4 separate regions of the Mus musculus genome follow, and all the other regions are linked to region 1. Evidence: chromatin contacts called from public Hi-C and promoter capture Hi-C data. All regions are on one chromosome and are shown on one strand. Each heading gives the region's core, a stretch centred on a gene start, on an enhancer-like site or on the middle of the called end of the contact. The rest is flanking DNA. Distances are from core to core; before and after follow the strand shown. Region 1 holds the start of Ptbp2 (polypyrimidine tract binding protein 2). Region 2 holds the start of Rtca (RNA 3'-terminal phosphate cyclase). Region 3 holds the start of 4933405D12Rik (RIKEN cDNA 4933405D12 gene). Region 4 holds the start of Usp53 (ubiquitin specific peptidase 53).

Region 1 (2,954 bases), core at 102-2,601:
TGGGAGCATACAGATTTAATTGTTGAGTTGAAACTATGTGAACAAAACCACAACCCATGAAAAACTATTATTAATGGAAATGATAATGGGGCCTTTACGTATCATAAGTCAAAAGTATAGATAGAAGGGAGGTGTTGCCGGAAATTAGATTTTTAAAAAGAATCGACAATCCCTAAGGCAAATCAAGACTATTTGACCAGGTGGTGGCTTGGAAACGTTCTTAGAGCAACAACAGTGCACATATGTGTGTGGTTGTTGTTGATTGCCTTTGAAACAAGGTCTCACTAAGTTTCTTCATCCTCTGGAGTAGCTGGGGCCAGGTTCTGACTTATCTTTTAAAAATAATATACAATCTCCCATTTAGTGAGGTGAAATTCCAGGTGGTAAGGGCAAGAGGCTTCTTGAAGGGGACGCGGCAGATCTGGAGGAGGTATGGAGGACACCTGGACAGACACAGTTGGTAAGTGCTGGAGGAGGTAGGGAAGAGCAAAGGGTGGTGCTGGCATTAGTGGCATGCCGGGAACATTTTCCGAAACCAAATGTTGCTGGGGCTATGATACAAATACATTAAAGAAGAACGGAAAACATGTTCTATGATATTAAGACCTTTAGTTCTATGGAAAAGTGATTTTTGTCTAGGCCGTTTTAACATTTTCATCCCCTGTAACTAATGCTAACTCAATTGGCCTCCTCTTTCCATATCCCCAAATGTTGGAATACAGGAACGCTTTCTGCCACCTCGCTCGCTCAGCGTGTGGCCATTCCCATGTAGGGATCTTGGAATATATGTTTTTCCTAACAGATGCACAAAAATTACCAACCCACATGAGAATCACCTTTTCTTCCTCTTGGCCTGATTGATTCCAGGTTTGTAAGCAAACACTAAGCTGGTGAGCAGTCCTTAATTAGGAGATGTTGTTATATTTTCCTAAGCAATGGATCTTGACCAGGGGGGTAAGCTCTTTGAGGATGAAGAATTTGTAAACGAGGTCTAGGATGCAGCTATAAAGTCTTTTTCTCTAGAGCTGAGAGGGCGAAGGGTGCCCGGGCCGGGCCTGGGATTGGTCCTTTGTGGTAATAATGCAGCTTGAGGTTGGAAGGAAGAGTGGAAGCAGCCTGAGAGCAGCAGGGTTGCAGTCCGGGCTAGCCTGAGGCACACACGGTGCAGGCTGCAGGCTGTCCCACTCACACCGCCCACGGAAGAGAAAGAACCCAGGTCAGCCAGCCACTGCAGCGGGCTCGTCTCCGAGGGCGGGAGGCAGTGCGCGCGCGGGCGGGCGGGCGGGCAAGCGGGCGGAGGCAGCCAACGGCGGAGGCGCCCACTCCCCCGGTCCCTGTGCCCCGCCGCTCGTCTCCCGCCGCCGCCGGGCGCCCGCGCGCTCGGCTCTTTCCGCCGCCGCGCGCTGCCCCGTGCGCTCCGGCACCTTCGGCAATTTCCGTCGGGCCCTGGCCGCCATTTTCTCGCCGCTTGTGTGGCTCGCTGGCTGCGTGGCTCGGTTCTTGGGAGCGAAGCTTTGTCCGGTTCGGCAATGGACGGGTAGGTACCGGGAGCCCGTGAGGAGATGGGCGAGGGAGAGGAGGCCGGCGAGGCGGCGGCCGGGATCCGGGTCGGGTCGGGTCCCGGGAAGCGGGGCTCGGGCGGCCCCTCCCAGGCCGCGCCGCCGTTACCCAACCCCCGCCCCATCACACACACCCCTCCCCGGGCTTCCCTCGGCCGCTCCGGCTACCGGCTCGAACCGCAGCCGCGGCTGGGAGGCCGGGGAGGCCTCGGGGCTGCTGTGGGGACGCGGGGCGGCCCGACTGCGGGGGATGGGGCGGGAAGCCCGGGGCGGCCCTGCCCCCTCGGGAGCCATGTCGACGCCGCGGGGAGACCCGAACCCTGGGGTGGCGGCGGCGGCGGCGGCGGCGGCGCGGGCGCGAGCGGGCCAAGCCGCGGAGGCCTGTGCGGAGCGCGAAGCCTGAGCGAGGCCCGCCATCCCCGGCCTCGCCCGAAACGCCGCGGCCGGAGCGCCGAGTGGGAGCTGCGGGGAAGGGGAGGGCGCGTGGCGGCGGGAGGGAGGAGGGCACATGTCACACTCCTTTGTTTTCATCCGAGTCTGGGAGCGGGGGCGGGAGGCCATCGGAATGCCTTTACCACCACCACAACGACAACAACAAGAATTCGGGGCTCGGCCCACAGGGCCCAGAAATTAAGCCATAAACAAAACCAAACCCCCATGAAGTGTTGGAGAGGCAGCATCAGTCACATGGGCAAAGGCCACAAGCCACGCAAGGCAGACAACAGATAATCCACACAGGGTTGGCCTTCCCCCGCCCCCTACTTTGATTAGTTTCTGGAGGAAAAAAAAATACAAAAATAAAAACAAACACCCCCCCCCCCACACCAGCCCCCCAAGCAAATATGGAACATGGATCAGAGTCGTGTTGCATCTTTGGAGAGGCTGGGCGTGAAGACCGGAGGATGCTGAGTGAGATGAGAGAGCTGTGAGAAGAAAAGAGGAGGCTCACCAATGTCGCGCCCTTGTTAACTCCACATCCCGAACGACCCAGTTCAACTCATTGTTCAGAGAAGGGGGCCACAGTTCACAGCCCACAGAGAGGAAGGGGCACGAAAAGAGACCCAGTGAACATGAACCTTTATTAAAATTGAGGGTCTGGATTTGACGAGTCTAAGAAAGTAAAATCCGAGTTTATTCAATAGGTTATCAGTCTAGAGTTAGTTATCTGGTGTTTTAGAAGAGATAATAAAAAGGCTTTAAACATCATTGCCACAAATTACCTTAATGGGATATTATTTACCACAGGAAATGTAGCTTTAGACATGTGAATTATCCCCAGACAGTTTTCCAATTTCCAGATTTTGTTTAGGTTACCAAAGAACTCACTCAACGTTGCTGATGTCAGTATATAAGCACGTTAGGAATAGTATAGTGTTTCTGCATTTTCATCTTGCT
Region 2 (3,295 bases), core at 531-3,030, 3.3 Mb after region 1:
TTGAAACTTTAGACAAAACCTTTTGTGAAGACACATTTTCTTTCTTTCTGTCTGTCTGTCTGTCTGTTTTTTGGTCTTTCTGTCTTTCTTCCAACCTGAGAAGAATTCCTGGGGAAATCCCAGTTCTGAGTGTCTCTGTTGCCTATACTCACTCCTTCAATGCAGGTTACAATATCACTTACAGCTTTTTGGACAGTTTCTACCTCATACTTCTATCTTGTCCACTTCCTTCTACCACCCAAGTAACAGCAGGAGTTCGGCTTTAGAAAGCATAAGCTGGGGTCGAGACTATAGCTGTTTGGTACAGTGTTTATTTGGCATGCATCAAACCTCGACATCAGCCTCCAGCACTGTGATTAATAAAAACAAAAAGGATTAGCTTTCTTCAGAGGGTGTTATATTTATGTAATAGGAATCTAATATGTATGATAATCAAGGTACCACAGGGAAGATGGCTGCTCTTCCATAGGACCCAGGTCAGATTCTCACCCGTGTGATTGGTGGCTCACAATCCTCTGGAATTCCAGTCACAGGGAATTCGATACCCTCTTCAGGCCTCTGTGTACAGATGAATGTGTACACATTATGCCCATTCACATAATAATAATTTTTAAAAAGTACAACATGTATATTCGCACAGCAGCCTTGCTTCAATGTCTTATTATTTCCTGTCTGTAAAATTATATCACTGGTATCTCCTTTTTTTAGGTTCTTAGGCCGCTAAACCATCTTCTGTACACTATAATGGGTTTGTGCCTCTCCCTTTGGTTTAGCGGACCATGAGACAAGGAAGTTTCTCTGAGTCTCATGCTAGGCCATGGGAAAAGCCGGAGTTCCCGAGCCAGCCGGGGGGCAAGTTTGTCATCCAAGAAGAGATTTTTTTTTAAAAAAAGATTTATTTATTTATTATATGTAAGTACACTGTAGCTGTCCTCAGATACCCCAGAAGAGGGCATCAGATTTCGTTACGGATGGTTGTGAGGCACCATGTGGTTGCTGGGATTTGAACTCAGGACCTTTGAAAGAACAGTCGGCGCTCTTAACCACTGAGCCATCTCGCCAGCCCCAGGAAGAGATTTTACAGTTCTAAAATCTGCTAGACCACTTTGCAGAAGAGATTGAGTCGATGGCAGGTCAGTGTTGGCCTGGACCACACCTAGATTAGGACTGCTTGCATGTGAATCACTGTTGCTCTCTACTTAAACCTAAGCTTTCCATCAGAACCCTGAAGATAGACTAGGTTTATTTATTTATTTTTTTCTCTTCCCAATGGGACCACACGTAACAGATCTCTTCTTTCTGCCTTCCATTAATACTTATTTCTTGGCTTGGCTACTGAGAAGGTGTTGGCTGAGCCTACTTTGTTAAGGCCTGCCAGGGGCCAGGCTCTGACGGTAACATTTCAAGTAACCATTCACATCTTGGAGCACGTTCCAGATTGATTTAAGTAATCTACATGCTTCCAAAATACTGTGTTAGTACAGTATCGAAATTAGGCGACAGTGATGTTTCATCACACAATTCAGCCTCATTTCCCAGTCTTTGAGGTACCCGAGGATGCTGGAGAAGGCAGTGCTTACACATGATTGGGAAAATAAAATACCAGCCTGGGGGATAACTGAAGAATGTACCTGTTGGGGGGAAAGGGCTTCTGGAGCCTGAAGGTTTTGCTGTGTCACCCCCTTGTGGCCAGCCCAGTTCCCTGCTAGTTTGGGTACACAGTCGCACAACGCCCCGCGCGGCCTCTCTGAGCGCTGGGTGGAGCGCATGCGTACAGCTGCCGGCAGGGTCCCCTGGGGAATTCGTTTCCACAGCAACAGTTTCCCGGGAGGCGCGGGTTCTTTCTCCTTCCGGCGAGCTCGGCCCGGAAGCGCACTATCAGGCCTGCGGGCTTGCGGGCGCCTCGTCTTTTGCCGGTTGCAGCAGGGACGTGGTCGCTGCCGGCCGGGCTCAGAGGCGCCCGCCATGGAGGGCCAGCGGGTGGAGGTGGACGGTGGGATCATGGAAGGGGTGAGTGTGGGACTGCTAGGGGCCGGGGCGAGCCGTGGCGGCGGGGGCCTCCATTCAACCTCTGTCATTTCTCCACCCCGGTGCTCTCTACAGGGCGGCCAGATCCTCAGGGTCTCCACCGCCCTGAGCTGCCTCCTGGGCCTACCCTTGCGCGTGCAGAAGATCCGCGCGGGCCGCAGCACGCCGGGCCTCAGGTACTGCGGGCGGGCGGGCGGGCGGGGAGTTTGGGTAGGGGGCCTGGGAGCCCGGAGATCGGAGCCCGGGTTCTAGGGGGGAGGAGGCCCGGGCGGCAATTAAGAGTGCGGCCTTTGCTCTCCGTTTCTGTCCATAGGGCAGGCCGCTAGTTGTCCTTAGGACGCCTTGAAACAGGGTAGCTTGTCCATGTTCTTGTCATGGTAGGTTTATTGTTAATTGTTCTTGCAAGATATCATCTAGTCCAGGGTAATCCGGAACTTCTCTGCTAGGGTGAATAACCTTGAACTTTCGATTCTCCTGTTTCCACCTCTCAGATGCTATAATTACAGCTGTGTGCCACCATGCCCAGTTTATGTGGTTCTGGAAATAAAACCTAAGGCCTCCTCCACACTGTGCACGCCCTCTACCCACTGAACTACATCCCTGTTCCTCTAATCTCACCCTCTCTTTTCATAAGAATAGCAGTCAAATTGTATTACCGCACCCCCTAATAGCCTCCCTTATGTTGATTGTACCTTTAAAAGGCCTGTTTAAATGATCACATTTTGTGTGGGTTGAGGCCTCAAGGTGGGAATTTAGGGATGAGGAGTACATAATTTAGGTAGTACTGGTGTCACGGGGTGGTCATTGAATGAAATCAAAAGCCCCAGACAAAGTTCTCCTGTTGGAAGACATCACACTTGTTTTCTGGCCATTGCTTTTGTAACTGTCATAGAGTGGGGTATAGGCAGTCTGATGGCACACGTTTTGATGCAGTCTTATGACCTGAAGGCCTCAGCATTTATCTGGACTGGAAATGGTTCGTGATTTGTGTGGCGGGCACCTGGAGGGAGCAGAAATCGGCTCAACAGAGATAACCTTTACCCCCGAGAAGATCAGAGGTGGAGTCCACACGGCAGATACCAAGACAGCAGGGTATGTATGTCTCACTCAGTCCTCCATTCAGACCTGGGTTCAGATGTAGATTCTTTGGCTTCGAGGGAGTGCTCTTTGGACCTTTTGAGGTTCAGTTTTCTCCCTTTTTAAAATGTAAATGATAAGCCTGCTTGTTTAGTTGTAGCTGTTATTATTTACAGATTTCTTTTTGGTT
Region 3 (3,314 bases), core at 812-3,311, 3.1 Mb before region 1:
TTAAACATTTATTAGAGAAAATTAGTAAGCAGGTCCCAGAGTGTGGTGAACTCAAGAGTCACCTCGGCCCTGTGTGCTAATACGCATACTTCAGTTACACCTTGCACAAAAATTACCCAAGCAAATGCAACAGTATCTTAAGACAACTGTAAACAGTTCACCAAATAGTGTGAATTATAAGGGAGAAGAACACCCCCTCTGAGTATTTTAGACAGTTCTCATATACTGAATAGCACTAAAACCAACAGTAAAGAATTTCTAATCACCCAGGTCTTAAGATGACAAGGAACAGCTTCCAAAATGTTTCTAGTAGCTGCTTTGGGACTGTGGCCTTTCTGAGTAAGTGCTACCTATTCAACTCTAGATAATTATTTTATAATAGCATAGTTTTAAAACAATATTTGAGAAAGTAAGCTTCACAAAGATAACTTTTTTTTTTTACATACATTTATTTCCCATAAGTACTTAAGTTACAGACATTATTAAAAATATATATTATCTATCATTTAGCTACAATCATTACTTCAACCATGAAAAACAGGTTTTAAACATATGATAGTACTTTAGTGAGGTCAAGGGCTGAAGAAAAGGTTAGATAGAGGTGCCGAAGTCAGCTGCTGGAGTCCTCTTCATTCAAGAGTCTATAGTCGTTTTCAAGATTCACTCCAGAAGCCCCATTCTTGACTCAGCAAACCGGTCTGTAAAAACCAAATACTTGTTTCCTTCATCTGCTTATTTTGACATTTAGTGGGACGCTGAACATAGATACTGCTAGCCTATCCCTACATAATTTACACTATTGATAAGGAAAACTAAAGGCCTACATTATTAAGTCATGAATTTTCTACCCAGAGGTGAAAATGAGATCATTAAAAATAACTAAATAATAAATCACTGTTCTTGAAATGTCTATACCAAAATGACTTAACGAGTTTTTATCAAAAAACTGTTTATCTTTTCAAACCCCCCCCCCATTCTCTGCCTTCTAATTTGCCACAAAACCGAAAAAATGAGAGCCAAAGAAACCCAAGATACTCCATTCTTTGACAGATGTAGGACTGGGGATACTCTGGAAGATAATACGCGTTTATCTGCATAAGTTATGGACAAGTTAAGTTTACAAGGCTTGCTTTGGGCTAAGCATTTTAAGCAGGCGCACAACACTCAAATCACTTTAGATATAATCACATTTAACCTGTCATGCTCTATTTTTTATTACTTACGATATTTATTTACTTTTATTTTTATTAGTTTTTAGTAATTATTTTTTATTATTTACGATAGATCTAATTATGGGTATAGGTTTCTAACACTTAACAGTTCGTTTGTGGTGATGAAACAGACAAATATGGGAAGTCAAGTTTTCTCCACACTCCTCTTGCCACTGGGGTGTCAAGGAAATCCATTTTCGCTCTTCCAACTCCGCCATCTCTAGCTGCCGTCCCTCCCTCCCTCTCCGAGAAGACTGAAGCAGCCGCCAGCTTCCTAAGCTCTTCAACTCTGCAACTCAGGATACTCACCAGGGCAAGAGGTACACGAAGACGAACAAGGCCAGGTCGAAAAGGATGAAGAGCCAGAGATCCAGCCAGTAGGAGTGTTTCGGAAGCCCGTTCATCCCGGACTGAGGTGCCTCATCTTGGTTCCTCCTTCCAGCTTCGAACGAGCCCCTCCGTTCCCGGACACCGTCGGTACCAGACGCCGCCTGGCTCACCTCCATCTCCGCGTCGTTTCACTTCCGCGCAACTGAGACCAAACCTGAAGACCGCTTCGCGCCCAGTCTAGCAACCAATTCCGGGTAACCCCGCCAATCGACTAGGCGCCCCGCCCCCGCCGCCGCGCCCCGCCCCGCCCCCGCGTCCCCGCCTTCCGGACTGCGCAGGCGTCCTCCCTTTCTAGGAATTCGCCTTCTTCGGCATTCCCGGGAACGCGCAGACTCCGCTGGGCCGGCTGCTCTTGGCGCAGGCGCTCTGTTCCACCACCCCTCCTCGCCCCCCGAACTTGGCGAAGGTGTCTGCCCCGCCTCCCCGACCGCACGCATGCGCTCTGTGCCCCGCCCCGTTGCTTCCTGGTGGGGTGTCCCCTTGCGGTGTTCAGAGGTGGTTTCTAAGGTGCAGGTGAGCTCTCTCACGTAGCTCAAACGCTGCCTTGCAGGGTGCATTACTGGTTCTCCCGGTTTCTGGGATGAAAACTGTCTCAACTCCTTTTCTCTGAGATGATGCCAGAACTTCAGGAACCGCCTCAAAGGATTCCAGCCTTGCCCACCCACAAAAGTAGTCTTTTTATAAACATGAGCGTGTGGGGGGATGTTTTTCTTTCTTCCTCCCTTCTTCCTTCCTTCCTTCCTTCCTTCCTTCCTTCCTTCCTTTCCTTCCTTCCTTCCTTCCTTCCTTCCTTCCCTTCCTTCCTTCCTTCCTCCCTCCCTCCCTCCCTCCCTCCCTCCCTCTCTCTCTTTCTTTCTTTCTTCCTTCCTTTTAAAAAACTAGATCGTGAGATTCTCTGATAATAACTTTGGAGACGACAACATTGTGTGACAATGTAAAAAGGTTGGCAGACCCCGTAGAATCATCTCTCCAATACACGTAAACTTTTTGGTTTCTTACATGTTTGGGAAGTGTGTACAGTTTGAGAACTTTGGATGATTTTGTACAGACTTGAGCGATTTGCTCATAATTTTTGAAACAGTTTTGATGAGGTGGACGTTGTAAGGGTCCATGATTCGCTGAAGAATGATACTCCAGACTCAAGTAGTTTGTAAACACACAGAGTGTTTTATTTTGTCGAAGTCCAGCATGCTGGAGTCTCCCATTACCAAGTATGCTCGCTGCACATTGGGGGAATTCTCGGATAGATGGGCTTTGTCTTACTCTTATCTCGGGCATTCCAGAAGCATAACCTTGGTGTGGTGGCTAGAAACTTGCCTGAGGAATCCTGGGGTAGGTGGCCTTATCTACTCTCTCTTAAGGACATTCTGAAACTATTGCCTGGGTGTGAGGGCTGAAAACCCATTGTCCTTGCTTCAGGCCAGGTTGGGTTTTTTTTTTTTGGGGGGGGGGGGGTCGTTTCTGATGGTAGGGCACTTTCTGACTAGCTGCCTGAAGCCTAGGATTTTAGGCCTAATCCCAGGAACTGCCAATTAGAAGTCTGTCATGGAATTAGCCTGTCTCAATTACAGTCACGAATTTTCAGAAGGCTCAGATAAGGTAAAGCGTGGAATTTACATAGGTATTTCATGGGAGTATTTTAATAAGCCACTCAACTCTATGTCAGAATATCCTGTAACCATTAGATAAAAACCTGTTGGAGTCTACTAACTT
Region 4 (3,143 bases), core at 599-3,098, 3.2 Mb before region 1:
AAAAAAAAAGATAGTTCTTGCTCTCTAGGGCTTAGTTAATATGCAATTGCTTGTCAGACCTCCTCATGAATGTTTTTATAGGTAAAAGACTTCGCCTAACATCTAATTTTGCCTCAATCTCTTAGCTGCTTTTTCTCCTTGTTGCATTTCACAGTACCCCACCCCATCAGCCATGACTTACCACACCTAGCTATAATGACTTCCAGGAACTACTGGATCCCCGCTCCTCTGGACAGAAAGTTGCTACTCCTACCAGTCCTCAGAGGCAGGAATTTAGCCACAGGGTAGTACATTCCTCAGTCTGAGTTATCAGAAAGAGGTATGCTGGTACTAGGAAGTGCTGGGCTTCACCTAGATGATCTAGTGTATTCTCTGACACACCAAAGCTACTCCCTTGTAGGAACCCTTAACCAATGTGGTGAAGATGGTTCCTTCATAATTTAGGTCTGCTCACCCAGGGACTGTTTGAATCTAACCCCCAACATTCACCTCACATCGAGGAACAGTAATTCTGAGTTAATACAACCACACTGTGACCTTCCTAACTACCATTTTTTTTTTTTCCTGGGGGAACAAGGCGTTCAGATCTTGTTACGTCAAGAGTAGGACATTAACATAACTAAACCTGGACTGCTTGTTCCTTGGTCTATTTTTAAGACATATTTAAGGCACTCATGTAAAATACATCCGAGAATACACAATATAGCTGAAGGGGAAAGAGGTGACAGAAGATATATTAAACAACACCTCAAAACAGAGTGCACCCGAGAGGAAACAGTATGGTGCCAATTCTTTACATTTCTAAGAGCTGGTTTCTCCGGCTCCTTCCCGTCGAGGTTTTAATGTTAATGTTGAGGACGGCGTCTATGGCTTCATGTTACTTCTTTTATGTGGTACATAATAAATTCTCACTGATCCCGGGTCAAACACAATAACCTCACTGCATGTCACCCACCAACCTGCAGGGTCTCCCTCATGCGATTTCTTCAGGTAAACTGGAGTCCCCTTTGAGTTTATCTAAGTCAACTTTTATGACTCACGCCAGCTTTGGAAATGTCTTCCAAACCTACATCTACCTTTTTGAGTCATCTTAATCATCAGCCAGGTTTTTTTTTCCCCCCTTTGTTTTGTTTTTCCTTTTAATTATCATCCCAAATAAAAGTTTCCCAGACAAAGGCTAGTCTGGTTCGCAGCAGCAGCAGCTTGCAACTCAAAACCTGCTCCACATCGCGGAGAGGATGCTGCCAAAATTTCTGACAAATACTAACTGGGTCAGCGCGGTTATGAAGACGTTCGTTTTATTAGTGGTCACGAAAGCCCCACTTAGGGAAAATACATTCGCGCCAAAGGACACCATTCAACTGCAAACAGACCGTACCGACTCCCTAAGGGGACCGCCGGGGTGCCGACCCAGCAATGGCTGAAACCCACAGAACCCCGGCTCAGATCCCCGCGCATCCGCACTCAGGCTGCAAAGCCGCCAACCAAGGCGGACGACGGCGGGACGCCCGCGTCTGCCGTGGAAATCCGCCGCAGTCCCCAGCCCACCACGCAGCCGCTCGCCGATCCGCCACGTCCCGTCTCACAGCCCGCCCCGCGCGCCACCCCCGCGTCGGGGCAGAAGCCCGAGCCCTGCTCTCGCGGGATCTCGCGCCTCACACAAGCCCTCGGAAAGGGAGCATCACCCGCGGGAAAGCCGGGAACTCACGTGCGGGGGCGGGGCGGGGCGGGGCGAGACGAGGAGGCGGGCCCGGCGCAAGGGGGCGGGGCGTCCTGACGCGGGGGAAGGCGGGGTCCAGAGACCTGTTGATCGCAGGTGTCACTGCCCAGACCGGCCCCTGGGTCTTGGGCGTGCGCGCATGCTCTGCGCGGGTCTGGCGGCTGAAAGCGGCGGTGTGGCCGTCTGTCCCTGTGCGTGTCGCTTTGCCTGTCACGACGTTGTGGGTGTCGGCGCGAGGCGGAGCCGGGCCAGTGGGACTGGAAGGGCTACGGCGCCGGGAGGTAGAGCTTGGGGTGAGTCGCGGGAGCCCCCGCTGGGCAGAGGGCGGAGGACTCTCGGTCCCCACGGCCTGGCCCCGCTCGGGCGCGCTAACCCGGGTGGCCGCAGGCTGAGGGCGGGATTGGGCCGGGTCGGGATGCGCTGGCCAGGCTCCTGCGGTTCCCGGTGCAGCCCCACAGCTGCCGGAGCACTGAGCCTTCACCAGGGCTCCAGCGTGATTGGCGTTCCTCCTTGGCGGAGCAGACTGGATTGGATGTGATAGAATCTTGGCTTGGTTGGTTTCTCAGTAGCTGGACAGACGGACGGAGTTAATGTTTAGCTTCTAAACGGCGGTTTACGGTACAATTACCAAACTACTCGCCGGCGGCGCGGGGGAACAGGAAGTGCCTGCGCAGGTGTAACCGGGAGGATGTGAAGCCCTGCAATCTGAGCCTGTTTTGAGGTTTTGTTATTCTCCTGGGGTTTGTTTTCTCCGTGCAGATCCCGATAAATGCTTGCAAAAACGTACTGCACGTCCTTATCTGCTTGCGGTCTTCCATAGCTGGAAACATATTCTTTCCTCCAAATATATTTTCAAGGCTACTTTTGAGGTACATGGGCAGTAAACCTAAGTTCTCTGTGGTGAGCCCTGGAGCTTGTTTAAGACCAGGCACGCTGATTTTCACCTTTAAAAGGTGGAGCCAGTGCTGACACGAAGTTATGATAGAATGGATTGGTGACATTGATAACTTGTCAGTTTTATTTTCTGTTGTTTTCAATTCTGTGTCGATGATGGTCGAGGCAGAGATCCCTCATCCTATTCTGTTAAAGAAAAAAGGAAAAAAAAAATAGTGAAGAAAGGGTCTTCAAAAGTAATGTGTGATTTATCTGCTATTGTCAGAAGAATTCCTAATAGATTTTCTGCGGGCAAGAGTTGTATGGAAAATAAGGTTTTTGACTTATCTTTTAGAGACTTTTAAAGTGAGCTCCTTTGGACAACTTGCTATAAACTTACAGAAGTGATTTGTTTAGTTTGTAAATCGAATCAATGTATTAAGTATTTTTCCCAAAGGATAAAAAACAAGAGACCCTCCAAACAAGCCTTTTCCTTAGGATTTTTTTTTTTATTTATAAAGTTGTCTATCGAACTCATGATACGTGGCAC

What was found. Promoter capture Hi-C pulls out the DNA fragments that hold promoters and counts their contacts. A called contact is a pair of places that touch in the nucleus more often than the background predicts.
Region 2: a promoter capture Hi-C map of pre-B cells shows a contact between it and region 1, with 10 times the contacts expected there. The contact joins the promoter of Rtca here to the promoter of Ptbp2 in region 1. A contact is called at or near these places in 1 of 39 promoter capture datasets (pre-B cells) and 1 of 484 Hi-C or Micro-C datasets (B cells).
Region 3: a promoter capture Hi-C map of pre-B cells shows a contact between it and region 1, with 10 times the contacts expected there. The contact joins the promoter of 4933405D12Rik here to the promoter of Ptbp2 in region 1. A contact is called at or near these places in 1 of 39 promoter capture datasets (pre-B cells) and 1 of 484 Hi-C or Micro-C datasets (CD8 T cells).
Region 4: a contact with region 1 is called in a Hi-C map of CD8 T cells, with 5 times the contacts expected there. The contact joins the promoter of Usp53 here to the promoter of Ptbp2 in region 1. A contact is called at or near these places in 3 of 484 Hi-C or Micro-C datasets (CD4 T cells and CD8 T cells).

The regions. Positions count from the first base shown.
Region 1 is chr3:119,781,785-119,784,738 of GRCm38.p6, reverse strand. Ptbp2 (polypyrimidine tract binding protein 2) reads left to right here and starts at 1,351. Exons shown (of 14, transcript NM_001310711.1): 1 at 1,351-1,537. The coding sequence starts at 1,530.
Region 2 is chr3:116,506,660-116,509,954 of GRCm38.p6, reverse strand. Rtca (RNA 3'-terminal phosphate cyclase) reads left to right here and starts at 1,780. Exons shown (of 11, transcript NM_025517.3): 1 at 1,780-2,010; 2 at 2,104-2,204; 3 at 2,977-3,120. The coding sequence starts at 1,966.
Region 3 is chr3:122,922,863-122,926,176 of GRCm38.p6, reverse strand. 4933405D12Rik (RIKEN cDNA 4933405D12 gene) reads left to right here and starts at 2,061. Exons shown (of 6, transcript NR_046036.1): 1 at 2,061-2,114. It overlaps 1810037I17Rik (RIKEN cDNA 1810037I17 gene), which reads right to left and starts at 1,780. Exons shown (of 2, transcript NM_024461.2): 1 at 1,521-1,780; 2 at 1-698. The coding sequence starts at 1,717. The coding sequence ends at 698.
Region 4 is chr3:122,983,152-122,986,294 of GRCm38.p6, reverse strand. Usp53 (ubiquitin specific peptidase 53) reads left to right here and starts at 1,848. Exons shown (of 16, transcript NM_133857.3): 1 at 1,848-2,013.